Regions from separate parts of the Mus musculus genome. Here all the other regions are linked to region 2. A link is a contact called in public HiCAR-type and promoter capture Hi-C data. All regions are on one chromosome and are shown on one strand. Each heading gives the region's core, a stretch centred on a gene start, on an enhancer-like site or on the middle of the called end of the contact. The rest is flanking DNA. Distances are from core to core; before and after follow the strand shown. Region 1 overlaps Stk39 (serine/threonine kinase 39). Region 2 holds the start of Scn7a (sodium channel, voltage-gated, type VII, alpha). Region 3 holds the start of Stk39 (serine/threonine kinase 39).

Evidence for each region. Promoter capture Hi-C pulls out the DNA fragments that hold promoters and counts their contacts. HiCAR-type assays count read pairs that join an accessible place to other places.
Region 1: a contact with region 2 is called in a promoter capture Hi-C map of hippocampal neurons, with 5 times the contacts expected there. The contact joins the enhancer-like site here to the promoter of Scn7a in region 2. A contact is called at or near these places in 5 of 39 promoter capture datasets (the C10 cell line, hippocampal neurons, liver and 1 more) and 1 of 115 datasets of contacts at active chromatin or transcription factors (astrocytes).
Region 3: a contact with region 2 is called in a HiCAR-type map of fibro-adipogenic progenitors, with 8 times the contacts expected there. The contact joins the promoter of Stk39 here to the promoter of Scn7a in region 2. A contact is called at or near these places in 3 of 39 promoter capture datasets (the C10 cell line, hippocampal neurons and liver) and 2 of 115 datasets of contacts at active chromatin or transcription factors (astrocytes and fibro-adipogenic progenitors).

Annotation. Positions count from the first base shown.
Region 1 is chr2:68,365,528-68,370,195 of GRCm38.p6, reverse strand. Stk39 (serine/threonine kinase 39) reads left to right here. Exons shown (of 18, transcript NM_016866.2): 6 at 1,091-1,200; 7 at 1,698-1,799; 8 at 3,989-4,122. Among named protein-coding and RNA genes, the nearest start is that of Stk39, 100 kb to the left of the region's middle. Within about 2 kb of position 3,150, at least 45 of the 459 cell types and tissues checked have an H3K27ac peak or open chromatin away from gene starts, as enhancers often do. A contact at or near this core is called in hippocampal neurons, where this site is marked.
Region 2 is chr2:66,782,449-66,787,155 of GRCm38.p6, reverse strand. Scn7a (sodium channel, voltage-gated, type VII, alpha) reads left to right here and starts at 2,246. Exons shown (of 25, transcript NM_009135.2): 1 at 2,246-2,446.
Region 3 is chr2:68,468,486-68,473,260 of GRCm38.p6, reverse strand. Stk39 (serine/threonine kinase 39) reads left to right here and starts at 1,280. Exons shown (of 18, transcript NM_016866.2): 1 at 1,280-1,627. The coding sequence starts at 1,384. Gm13596 (a long non-coding RNA gene) reads right to left here and starts at 297. Exons shown (of 4, transcript XR_866392.3): 1 at 1-297.

The sequences.
Region 1 (4,668 bases), core at 1,901-4,400, 1.6 Mb before region 2:
GAAGAGTTTGATGTTTTTGGCCAGTGTGACAGCTCCCTGGGTAAAAGTGATTGTCTCCTAAGCCTGAAGGATATGAGTCTGATCGCTGGAAGTCACGGTTGAGAGCCCCATAGGAAGATCCCAGTGAGGAAAGCTTGCAAGTCTGCGGCTTGCCAGGGAGCTGTAGTCTCTAGCACTGCAGAAGCAGCCTTGATACTGTGGAAGATGAGAAGCAACTCTGACAAGTGACCTCTGACCTCCACAAGTACAGCATGTGCATACACTCCTACACTGGATAAACTTAAGTGCACAACACAAGCAGGCACACACACAGACACACGTCCTCACACACACATGTACCTAATCAATGAAGTAGAGTAAGAGATACATTTAATTCTACATATCATTCCATCCACACTTAATGAAAATTATCCAGGAAACACTAAGGGAACAAAGGGGGAGCGGGGAGGGAACCAGTCTTTGCTGACTCAGCCCTTCCTTTGAGCAGCCACTTGCTTAAGGACAAACTTAAGCTTGTTGTGAGCGTTGGGCACCTGATATGTTGGCGTGCTTGTATGATTTTGGCCAAGGTATTAATATATACTATTTAGTCTAGGACATGATGGTATGGGATGAATTCTTTTTTTTTTCTTTGTAAAATTAACATTTGGACATTGGTAACTTAGAATTAAATGGGCTAAAAAACCACAATAAAATATAAAGATAACTCTATTACATACTGCTCTTACTTCAAAAGAGTTTAGATAAAACCCAAGACATTTTCTATTCTGGGATTTTGAAATGTGTTTATGTTTTCAGTGCAATTAAAGGAAACGGCGACTTTTTGTACCTGTTTAGTAGAAAACATCCTATGGTTTGGTGAGCTTGCCTGGCCCATGGCCTCTGATAGCATGCTCTGCAGGGTAGAGAATGGCAGGTGGCAGACAGCAGGGCAAGCCTGGCATATTTCTGAGACGCTCCACGAGTGTGTTTACAGCCCATCCATCACTACCTAGGGCTCAGCAGGGAGAGATGGGAATTGATATCAGAATTGATGAGCCACGTGGAACATAAAATAAGGTGGATTTTTTGTTGTTGTTGTTGTTTTCAGATTTTGGAGTAAGCGCATTCTTAGCCACAGGGGGTGATGTTACACGGAATAAAGTCAGAAAAACATTTGTTGGTACCCCATGTTGGATGGCCCCTGAAGTCATGGAACAGGTAAAAAAAATATTACCTTGGTTGTTATAGTACAGGAATACATATCACTAATATAGCTTTTTTTTTTTTTTTTTTTTTTCGAGACAGGGTTTCTCTGTGTAGCCCTGGCTGTCCTGGAACTCACTTTGTAGACCAGGCTGGCCTCGAACTCAGAAATCCGCCTGCCTCTGCCTCCCAAGTGCTGGGATTAAAGGCGTGTGCCACAACGCCTGGCTAATATAGCTATATTGAATGTGTCTAATTAATCTAACATAACACAGATCTGATGCACTGCATGCAGGTGTTAATATTTCATTTCAATCAATTATTATCGTAGAACATGTCATACATACAGTGTAGATTTAAATTCCTGATTGCTAGCTAGCCCTTAGCAAGCCACACTGACATTTTATAAACAGCTTTGGCTATCTGACACAGTAGTAGATGTACTGATGTGTAACAGGCCTGCTACATGATTGTGAGTGATTTGTTTTCTTCATCTTCTTTTTCCTTTTTAGGTGAGAGGCTATGACTTCAAGGCTGATATGTGGAGTTTTGGAATAACTGCCATTGAATTAGCAACCGGAGCAGCGCCTTACCACAAATACCCTCCAATGAAAGTAATGACGCTGGGGAGACTCGTAGGGTTGGGACTGTGATGGGTTGGTGGAGGGTGGGGATGGGGGGGCATAGCTTCTTCAGATCTCCTGAACATGCTTATTTTTTGCTTAGACTTGTGAGGGTTTTCGGGGGAATTCGGCCAAGTTGAAGGCTGACTCACGTTCTCTAGTGCTGAGTTGACAGAACTGGTGCATGCCAGGCGCTCTGCCTCAGTGCAGTGTCGAGCAGCTAGCTGCCTGCCTCTGCCTTACCGACTCCTGAAAGAGCAGGATGATCTTAGGTCTCCCAGCACGGTCTAAGAGTGTATTAGAGTGAGGGCTGTTCCATTTGCAGATGGGTCCCAGGCTGCTTCCTTTTTTCTTTCGAAAATAAAGATCGTCTATTCCATTTTGAGCCCGCGCCCAGAGCGTGGTGTTGTGGCTCATCTGATGGAGTGAGTCACGGTGTTTTGAGGCACCATATACTTTGGGTACTATTTTCAGGTTTTTGTTATTCTCCTATCTGCTCTACCTCTGAGATAGCGGCAGCGTTTCTAATTTCCCCCAAGTAGACTTTGTCTTGAGGCTGCCGTTGTTCAGGGCAAATGATGAAGATGTTTCATCAAAACTCTGGTCTATGCTGGTTTTATTTTTCAACTTTTCGTCTTTAGAAATTTTAAAAGGACAGAAATCTGTTCATAAATAGATCCACTAACTCTAGCGGTGTTTATAAAATGTGCAGTGGGGGTGGAGCCTAGGGATAGAGCCAGTGCTTAGGGAATGTGAGGTTTGGGATTGAACCCTGTTTGTTTTCCAAACTCCCCCGCCCCCCACCCCCACCCGCACCTCCATGTACTTTCTTATTGTAGGAAACTTCATAGTGCCAATAGAAAGAGCAAAGAACAAATGATCTCTGTTAATGTTTTAGTGGTGTTACTTTCCTACTTCAAAACAAAACAAAACAAAACAAAAAATAAACCCTATTTTTTTTAATGGTTTTCCCAGGACTTCCTCAGGCAGAGCAGATAGTATTGCTGAGTGTACGCCCCACACCCTGTTTTATGCCTATTTCTGTCTAAGATTTTAATATAGTTAAAATGTCAATGATATACTCAATGCATGTATGTGCACCTCTTGATGATCTTTTTTAAGCAGAAAATTTGACGTTGACATGTAAAACATAGAAGAGATTTTTTTTTTTTAATGGAACATATACCAGAGGAACTCGAGAACCTCATCCTTTATCCATCATTTATGTTCTCTGTTTCTTTGTCTCCCGGTCTCCCCTGTTTTTCCCACATGAGTCTGGAGAGGCACTTGTTAATCCCAGCTTGTCGCTCACCGGGAACTTCTTTCAGGAGCTCACAGGAAGCCACATTCTCCTTCTGGCTGTTGTCTTCACAGACAACAGTCACTTTTAACATCCATCTATTCACACGCCTCAAAGTCTTCCAAAGGAGTCTTGACACATAGAGCATTTGCATAAATTAGGCCTGATTTATGCATTAAGGAGGTTCATTCATTTTGTAGGTCAATAGCATGCTATACAGTCTACTCGCTTTTAAATAAATGCTCCGCTTAGTGTGAAAGTTGAATTATTTCCTTTTTGACTTGAAACTGTACTTTGTTTAGTTTTTTTTGTAACTTATGATTATGATCCCGACCATCAGTATCTTATTCATTTTTTTTAACCAGTCCCCTATAGCAGTTTTCTCATGTTGTGTTCCCTTTACCTCCTGGGAAGCCCTGGCTTTATTTTTAGGGCTGCTGCTGATATGTTGCGGGGGCGGGGGGGTGGGGGATGGGGGGTGGGGGGGGAGTATATCAGGTTCTTTGCTTATGAATGGCCTTCACACTTGAATGTCCCTTTGTCTCCTGACCACCACTCTTTCCCAATCAGCCTGTGCTGCAGCTACGTGTTCCCTGAGGTCCCGGGAGAGCCAGCGACTTCCCAGGAAAGATTTTTTCCTGTGGCTTTGAGAGACCATTCTTAACGCACAGAACAAATTTTATAAGTTCTGTCATTGAGAATAACCCAAAGGATAAGGAGGGCGTGGGCAGATATGCTAGGAAAAGTGTGTCCCTTTCAGCACGCGACCTTAGGACCATTAAAGTCATGGGGGAAGCACGTCTGCAGTGCTTTGTGTGGAAACGCTGAAACTTCCACCGTCATTCAACAGAGGGCGGCTCCTCCTTTGTTTTGGCTGCAGGTGCTAATGCTGACTTTGCAAAATGACCCGCCCACTTTAGAAACTGGTGTAGAGGATAAAGAAATGATGAAAAAATACGGCAAGTCCTTCAGAAAGTTACTGTCACTGTGTCTTCAGAAAGATCCTTCCAAAAGGTATGCCACTTTTGGAGTGGGAGCGAGTGCCGGCCTTTGAGTTTCCGCAAAGCTGTGTTTGTGGATGAGAAGAACCTACATTAAGTCTGGCCTCTGTGCACCATCCTGTTAGTGGGAGGAAGCCTGAGGCTGCGGGGGGGGGTGGGGGGTGGGGAGTGGGGGTGGGGGAGAAGCCGGTGTAGCACTAGGGGGAGGGGGCAGGACTGGAGGAGGGTGAGGGGGGAAGAAGAAGCCATGGAGGTGGAGGAAGAATTGATCCTGCTTGCTTGGGGTAGGCAAGTAGGTACTGTCACCAAGAGAAAGTGACAAAGCAGATGTCAGAAGACGCTGGCAGGGGCGAGGGCAGCCGAGCTTGCAACCTGCACTAGGTAGGCTGAGCTGACCTCCCAGGACATCCGGCTAGCTCCAGTCTAAACCAGGCCAAGTTACTGAATTTTGCATGCGCTTCCTTTTAGTTGCAGAACAAGTTGTCTGTGCCATTAACAGATTAGCAGCAGATGAAAGTTTACCTAGAAAGATTAATCCTGTGAGCGGAAGCAAATGGCT
Region 2 (4,707 bases), core at 997-3,496:
CTTAGTTGTTGTTAACCCCCTAGGTCCATTTAGCACTGCTAATGAGTGTAGGTACAAGACAATCATTCAGGGGTCTTTCCCCAGATTTCTAAGTCACCAATAGCTGCTCAGATAGAGGTAGGATATTTGAGCTCTACCCTGACCTGTACCTGGATTTTGTTTGTCTTTCTTTTATACCAGTCTTGCGCATGCAGCCACACTGCTGAGCATTCATTTGTGCCAGAGTCTACCCATGCCTTGGCAAATACTGTTTCACTGTAGATGTCCTGTACTCCTGGCTCATGTATTTATTTCCTTCTCCCATAATGATTCCTGGGCCTTGAGAGGAGAGGGTGTGATATATCCTTTTTAGGACTAAGCATCCCATATTCTTTGTGTTGCCCAATTGTTTGTCGCAGAATAACTCTATTTAATAAATAAACTTGTTTGAAGAAGGTTGTGAAATTCACTAATTTAAAAAAGATAATTTAAAACCTAGAGTTCATTCAACATAATAAAACAAAAATGTTCTTCCTTAGCAACTGTGATCTAGTTGGGTACTGGTTTGGGACCCAGTTAACAATGTGAGGTTTAAGTTCGGTCTTGTAGAGTGGGCTGTAGGTCCAATCAGTAAGTGATTAGAGATTATAATAACATTTGTGTCACAATGCAATAGTGGGTATATCTTGTCAGGGCTGGAGATTTTATATAGGACTCTCTAGCACTATGAAAGCTATCCAATAAGGACAAAATTTTCAGGTGAATGTTAGATTTATATCCCCATTCTATGACTCAAGTATACAGCATCTTCAGGAACAGGGTCTACAAGAGTTTCTTAAGGGCAACCAAGAGGAATAACAATTGTGTATAATGTTGGAAATTGTGTCTGTGAGACTTGATGGACAACTTAAAAATTGGTAACCAGTAGCTGGCATTCTGCATTAGGAAAACATCTGATGCCCATGGAAGGCAATTCTCCTCCCACTATAGGATAACTCCATTTAAACCAATTTTAAAGTTATACACACACAAGCATTCACACACACACGCACATGCACACACACACACATGCACACACACAAATACACACACACACACACACACACACACACACACACACACACACACACACTGCTATAGTAATTTTTCCATATGATATTTGCCTAGCTTTGAGAATGTTTTACAAAATATTTGTGGTTGGAAATAATAAAAGATAGATAGGATTGTGTTGGTAAGCATGGCAGATTGCCCCCAAGACAATACTTTGCACACTAAGAATTGCATTTGTAATAACACTACAAAATGTGGGCAAGAAAAACTGGAAATCCATGTACCATCTTTGAGAAAGAAGTCAAGTGGATATTTGGCATTGCAAAATTGTTACTTTTATTTTTAGATTTGATAATAGTACTAGATTAAATTCTGTAAAATATTTTTTTATTCATGGACATATGCTGATTTTTAACAAACCATAGTTTTAATAAATCCTGGACAAAATAGGATTATACAATGAATGGTCTATGTTGTTTCAAAACCTCTGCTCCATCTCAGAAAACAAACAAACAAACAAACAAACACATCTTCCCTAAACCCCTCAGAACACATTCTAGATGTAGAACATGCCGATTTTTTAAAAGAACAATAACAGTCTCCTCTGTGCCTCACTTATCTTCCAGTGGCTAGAGTATGACACAAATATGCAATGGTTTTTGTCTTCCAATAAAGTACCTCCTAAGCAGTTGCACACCTGCACAGAACAGCATCCACTGCAATGTCCAGTTCCCATCCTGAAGGCTGACAGTGCAGGCTGACATTTTAGCCCCATGTGTTCTACTGGGCAGCCAGACCAGTGTAGGGAAAGCTTTCTGCAGATCAGGACCCTGCGTTTGCCATCCTCCCCTTAATATACTTCCCTCCCTTTTTCTACACACTCAGTGGCATACAAACACACAATTTAGCGTCATCCTGCTTTTGCTGTTCTCCCACATTTTAGACCTTTCATGTCTTTGCCCAGCTCTCTCCTCTCTTCACAAAATCCTAATCCCCCTTGACCGACTGGATCCTTCCCAGGGAGCAGGGGAATGCAAAGCCACTGCTGAAGCTGTTATTGCCTCTGCAGCTGGGTCTCTGTCAATATCAGCCGCCCACGCTTATCTAGCTTCTAGAGTCACAGACTGGCCTGGAGATGAGGGTGGGGGAGTGGCCAAGAGAAGAGAGGCAGGAAGGGAAAGGAAACAAAAACAGCTACAAGGCTTGCTAGGCATCTGTCTGTAGGTGGTCTCTGGGTCTGTGGAGCTAGCCTGGTGGCTGAGTGTTTAGCTGGAAGCAGCAGTGGACCGCAACCACATTGCAACAACCTCCGTAGTAGAGATCTGAGAAGACAAGCCCAGGAGAGCAAAGGGCTCTCGTGAGCCTTGCATCTGGGGTTCTTGCTGGAGTTTTAGTGAAGACTAGCATTTGACAGCAAGTAAGTACATTTTTTTTTTTATCTTTTAGTGACAATTCCAGGATTGGGGATAGCTCATGGCTGTACCCCGCTTTTCCGTCCCATTTCACCCGCCCCACCCCGTGTACAATCTTTGGGAAATGTTTGAGAATCAAAAAGAACAGTAATATCTAGACCTGAACTAACAGTTGCAAGGTGGGTGCTTGCTTTGCATGTGTGGTTAGGTATATCACCCAGGTAAACTGAAACCAAGAGATAATCTGTTTCTGTAAAATTTCTAGAACTCCCTAGGAAGTGATGGTCAGAACAGATGAAGCAGGTTATGAGAGTTGGACTATACTATTAAGGAATTCAGACTCTGTATTTTGGGTAATATTGCACATTCAAGAGTGGAACTTTTGAAGTGCCAACCTCAGTATTAAAACAGATGAGGAATGCTATTGGAATTGGTGTGTCTCTCTTGAGCAGATTGGAGTTTGACAGTATTTGATTCAACATGGCTTACATTTTATTTGCTGTATTATGTGATCTCTCAAGCACGTTCGTTGCTTCTAGACGTCTTTTTCCTTTCGGATGATGCTATTCTGGTTGTGATACCTCCAACACTTACAAAATTATCAGAGCAGTGCTAATGCTGGATCCATATAATCGTCTCAGCTGATGGACTTGTTCAATGTGCCATGTGGATTTTGGTCAGGAAAAACTGAAATAGAAGGGTGAAAGTATTTTGGTAGGCGTTTAGAGAGAATATAAAGCACAGTAGAAGGAACCTGCTGTGGAGTGTTCAGAATCCTGGCACCTTGCCTGCCATGACTAGCCCTTAGGTGCTATTATCAGCTGCTACTTTTACAAGTAGTACAGCCAAGATCCATAAGAAATAAAAGCCCCTTTCCTCTTCTGTGGGCTTCTTTCACTCACTTTACAGTTACCCTCCTACTTTCATATTCTGAGTAATAATTGGACGAATTGTTGGGCTATCTACTAATTGAACTAGAATCCCAGCCGTAAAATTTGGGGAATTTAGAATTATAATACTTCATTTGCATTTGGTGTAACAATATGAATTGTTAATATATTCTTAACGTCATCATAATTTGTTCTCCTGACTTTTAAAAATGACATTTAACTAATTCCTGCTGAGAACTAATACAGACTATGTGAATTGTATTATGAAAGTAATCATTTGTGTAACTATTGCATTTTCCCTAATTTACCAGTGTGACTCCCATTTGAACTGTAGCATCCATATGGAAAGATGGGGTCTTTAGACAAACTGTTCTAGAATTACACGAGTAAGAGAAAGTTGATTATGCCTCTCATCATGCATACCCTTGAAAGGATAGTATAACCTGTAAGAGTTCATCCTTCTAAATGGTGTACAACTCATATTATAGCTCTCTTAGGTCTACTGTAAATATGATCTATCCTTTATCTCTTTTTAATTTCAAATTTTGCTTTTGGTATATGGCCTTACTTTATGAGTTAAAAATATTAAACACAGCAAGTAGACCATTTGGAATTTATTTGATATAATTATTAATATGGATTCAATCAAGTTTAGGCATTAAAAATCCTTGGTTTCGGATATTCATTATTCAGTCTTACAGTTCTGCATAGGGCAACCTGAGCTCCCCTTTACTCATGGGTATATCTAAAATCACAGAATTAACTGAAATTGGTCATGAGACTATGAAATAGGGGTTATCTAGCCTTGGATGATATGTTAGGGACCTGTCCAGCTGCTTATCAATCTCACCTGGAGAAGTGGGGTAAGAACCAAACATGTGGGCACTGGACATTCTGTCTCTTGGTTCTTGTGGAGCAAATAAATGGACAAGGTATGATATGTGCTATGATTGAAATTTCTCAACTGAGGTGATGCATGTCTTATCAGATTAGAAATGGAGAGTCATCCACCACAAGTTCTGGTGCACACATATAAGAGATACACAGGATAAAGACAGACAGACAGACAGAGAGAGAGAGAGAGAGAGAGAGAGAGAGAGAGAGAATAGAAAGTCAATATCCTGCCTTTCCTTGGATAAGAATTGTGCTAATGCTTCCAATTCTAACCCTCACTGGAGTAAGCTCTGCATGTCAGAGCAGGACCCAGAGATTCACACACAACTCTCTCTAACCACAATTTAAACCTTGTCTTCAGAATTTATGGTAGAATCATTTGTTCACAAGAGACATTCTTTCAAATATATATTTAATCTTTGAAATTATAATATAATTACAGTATCTTACCCCCTTTGCTTACCTCATTTTTACCTCATTAC
Region 3 (4,775 bases), core at 31-2,530, 1.7 Mb before region 2:
GCAAATGTCTAAGTTTCTTTTGAATTATTTTTTAAAGAGTTTAAGGAGATTTTTATTTTTATCCCTTTAAGAGTTTCATGGCTCTCCTGTGCTTTGTTCTTTCTCAAGCCTGGCTGTCTCGTGAGAACCAGCCAGCCTAATGTCAGCCACATAACGAATACGCCTATTGAGTCAGAGTACCATTCCAGCCTGAGACAAGAATCTTTTAATAGTGGTCACCTCTGTGAGGGATGAGAGTTGAACATTCAAATGTGACACCTGCAATTAGAAAAATCTCTGGTTTTGCCACAGCTATTTTAAAGATGAGGTAATTTGGGGAGTGTTGAAAAAGCAGCATTTATTCAAAACTTTCCATTGCAGTTAATTTATGCCCCAGTAGGTTCATAGTGTTCTGTCAAGAAACTTGCTGTCTGACCTTAGGGTCTTAAAGGGTTAATGTGACTGTTTATGTATTCATTTGTACTTGGTATCGAACCAAGGACCTTAAGTGTATTAAGCTGGCACTTTACCTCCGAGCATGGTTTTAAGCACATAAAAAGTGCTGGGGATAGAACCATAGCATGCTAGGCCTGCGCTCTGATTTTGTTACACTCCTTTCTCCTCTCTACTTCTTGTAACTTCACTGCCCCTGACATCACCTTCCTAGGGTCCAAGTGTCTTTGAACAAAAGAGAAAGCCGGGGATTTAGGGAGTCGGGTTTCATTTCAGAGCAGCACTGGCGATTTCATTAGGCAAGGTGCGAAAGGGCTCCTGCCAGGTAAAGCGCCGGAAAGTTACAAGTTGGGTTATTTTTTAACCGGCGTCCTACAAAACCGACGCCGTGTAGGTAGGTGTCTCCCTCGCTAACTTGTAAAAGAACTCCAGGTTCTTTCGCTCGCTCGGGGAGAGTTAGCAGGCTGAGAATCTGGCAGCCGTTCAACGACCCCGCCCTCGGAGTCCCAGGGGGGCTTCTTCGGGAGAGTGCGATTGTCTAGGGCGGAGGCGCGGCAGGGCAGGAAGGGAGCGGGGCAAGCCCCGAAATCACCCCCCGAAGCCGCCCGGCTCCCAGCGCGTGGAAACTTCCCTGGCGGCGAGCAGGGCGGGAGGGGGCGGCGGTTCCCCTCGGCGCTGAGAGCACCGTGCGCGCGAGGATCGGGGCGCGCGGCGGGCGCGGCGGCCGCCGCCTCCTCCCGTCCCCGCCTCCGCGGCGCAGCCTCCTCCCTCCGCCCCGCTCGGCCTCCGGCTGGCTCCCTCCCCTCGTGGCAGGCTCCGGCGGCGGCGGCGGCTGCGGCGGACGGGGAGGGCGTGCGCCGGCCGAGAGGTGTGGGCGACGAGGCTAGGGAAGTTTCAAGTGGAAGGTCGTCCGCCGGCCGGCGCGTCCCCTCACTCTCCTCCCGCAGCATCATGGCGGAGCCGAGCGGCTCGCCTGTGCACGTCCAGCTTTCCCAGCAGGCGGCCCCGGTGACAGCGGCGGCGGCGACGGCCCCGGCGGCCGCGACATCAGCACCAGCCCCGGCCCCGGCCCCGGCTCCGGCGGCGTCCGCAGCCCCGGCCCCGGCTCCAGCTGCTGCTCCAGCCCCGGCCCCGGCAGCTCAGGCGGTCGGCTGGCCCATCTGCAGGGACGCGTACGAGCTCCAGGAGGTTATCGGTCAGTGCGGAGGGTGCTGCGGGGCCGGTCCAGGCCGGGCGCCGAGACTGGGCGGGAGTGGGTGCGGGATGCGGTTCTCCTGCCTGCCTGCACGCCCAGAGGCAGAGCGGCCGGCTTCGGGGCCTACCGGCTTCAACAGTTATTTTATTGTCTTTTTTAATTTTTAATTTGTCCCTTCCTTCCCTGAGCGCGGCTGCTGCAGGAGGTGGCGCGGCGGATGTGACTCGCACTGCAGACGAGCTGCAGGCTGCAAACTTTTATCTCCCGGATCGCCGGGGCGGCGGAGCTGGAACCCAGTAACGCCGCATCCTCCTCCCCCCTCGAGCCCTGGGGCCGCAGCTCGTGGCCGCTGACCACGCGGATGGGCTGCCTGGGCGGGGTGGGGATGCGGGGGCGCCGCCCTGGGCTTCCGCGCCCCCGCGCCGTGCTGGGTGAAACGCGTCCTGGGAGACCCTGCGGGCGCAGCCGCGCCTCTGCCTCCTGCCATGACCTCTCGGTGGGTAGCCCAGCCACGTAGTAGTGGCAGAGGCCCAGGCGCCTGCCCAGACCAGGGAGGATGCTGGCCTTCTTCTGACAGCCGCCGCATGCTCGCCCTGCAACCCGGCTCTGCGCGCGGTGCGCCCGGTACCTGCCTCCCTCCTTGCGGGCGCGCCGCCTGCTGCCAGCCCCGGGGCCGGTGAGCGGCCGCGCTGGCCTTCTGCCCTGCTCCGGGAGGATCTGCTGGGGTGAAACTCGAGGCTGTCCACGATCCGCGCCCAGCCTTTCGGTGTCTCCTAGGCAGCTCACTAATACCATCTTATCTTACATTTTTAAATACCTGGCAAAGTCGAAAGGCAAGAAGCCCGCGTTACTTTTCTTTGAGCCAAACACGTGTAGGGCCAGGATATTTGTGGTGTCCTCTAGCTTAGAACCTTACCTAAAGGTTCATTCACTTAGAAGTTTTGTGCCTCACCGATGCTGCCAGGCAAAGTGGGCCCCATCATATAACCTTATGAACTCTGGACTGGGGATGTTGCTGGCTCATAATCTTGATATTTAAAGATGGGGACGGGGGGAAATTCAAGTTATCTTTTTCTTTCATTTAAAAAAGATTTCTCTATTTTTCCCTTGAACAATTATAATTAACATAATTAATATAATTTCACTAGACACTCAAAGGAACCCCTTTTATGTCGTGTGTGAATGAGACTTCCAGCAATGCATAAATATACATAAATATATACATACATATATATGTATATATGTATGTATCTATTTGTGTGTTTGATAGGCAGAAATGTGTATATGTGTAGTAATTATGTACTTTGGTATGCAAAGGCTGCTTATAGTCTTTATAGACATTTATAGACAAAATTCTCCTAGTATCTTTCATAACTTTTAGCTAAAGACTCTTCAGGGATGGATCTTGACGTTTCTGTCAGGATTTAATAACACCAAGAGCTTTCAAAGCCCAGAGTCCTCAGTGAAAACTATTTTAGCTTGGGATGTAAGGCTCTTCACTCTGAACTTCTTTGCTGCTCCTTGAGTTCTTGCATTCTCACAGTGATTGCTGATTGCTGTCATTGCAGGCTCTTCCCTACCATGCTCACACACACAATGGACATGCATATACATACATACATACATACATACATACATACATACATGTGTATTGATATTGAAGACTGAACCAGGACCATTCCTAGGGACCTTTACCTAGTCAGTCTTGCTCAGCGTCCAAGGACAAAGTGAATGTCTTTGGAGAAGCTCACACTTCTCCCAGGACATGTTAAGTGGCTCCTTCTGACCCCTTCTTTGTCTACTCTGCAGTCCCTATCCTCATTGTTATTGATTGCTCACCAAGTCTTGGGGCCTTCTAGGTTCTGTGCATGTGTTGGCAATGCAGGCAGGCATGATTAAATCATGTGCTGATGAGTTAGGAGATAAGGGAGAATGATCCTGTAGGATGTGCTGAGGGAGTGCTCGGAGACGGAGGGAGACAGATACTCTGCATGGCAGAGACTGGCTGATTCTGCACTGAAGTCCCAGTAAGAGCTTGTAAGGTGCTGAGTTATTCCTGCTGCTGCCTTCCGTAAGCAACTCTGAATTGAGTTGGTTGGTCTCTCCCACCACACAGTTTTCCCTAGGATCCAGAGCAATTTACATACAACTAATTTATATTCTCATATTGTTAATCATTAGGGTTAAAATGTAAGCCTTGACTCTGGGAACAGTATTTTGAGCTGGCTTCTTTTGTGAGTTAAGGAATAAAATCTTTTTAGTTTAAGTAGGATTAATTACAAGGCCTTCTCTGCTTGTGGCATCAGTGTTAATTATAGTTGGTTGATTTTTAGTGAAGAGGAAAGATTTACCTGGGGGATTCAAGAACAGAAAGGCCTGCTAATTTCATTTCTGGTTCTACACATTGTTCAGCTTTTCTATGATTTTATATATATCTCACATTTTCCCATCCTAACAGACGGGTATTTGGAAACCCCTATTATTGACAAATGACTGGAACCGGGTTCTACAAGGGCTTGCTATCTCCCTTTAGCCTTCCGTGCTGGTTGAGCCATTCAGGGCAAATTCGTGGTTAAGCACTTTGCCTTAAACACTATATTCAAGAAGTTAGCAGTACAGATACCAAACCAGTTTGAAAGTCAATGCCAGTCAACAGCAGTGCCTCTCCCTGCCATACAGCAGGTGTCCTATGATGCCATTCCAGCAGTTTGAACCACAACCAGCAGGAGGCTCAGATGGGCCAGAGCCTGGAGCCCCGGGAGGCAGGGCGCTTCACCTTCCAGCGTGGCACAAAGCACAGACACCTTTTCTTCTACTTCCTTCTGGGTCCAGGACAGGGCCTCGGGATTAGGACCGGCTAAGCTTTCTAAAACCCAAACAGACCAGGTCCAGTTATTTGAGTTCTTCTGTTTTAGAAAAAACAAAGACAGGATTTTCCAAGTCTAAAAATAAAGTTTGTCTGTGTGGAGCCTTGCCGTTCTGTTGTAAAAGCAACAGAGAAACTGTAATGCTATTAGGCGTAATCTGGTTCAGAAGTTTAGGCATGACCTAGAAATAGTGTCCAGTCTGCCGGACGGAGCTGTAGAGCCCAGACAGGGGCGACACACGGGATTATTGAGTTCCCGTGCTCAGGGCATGCCCGATGTTT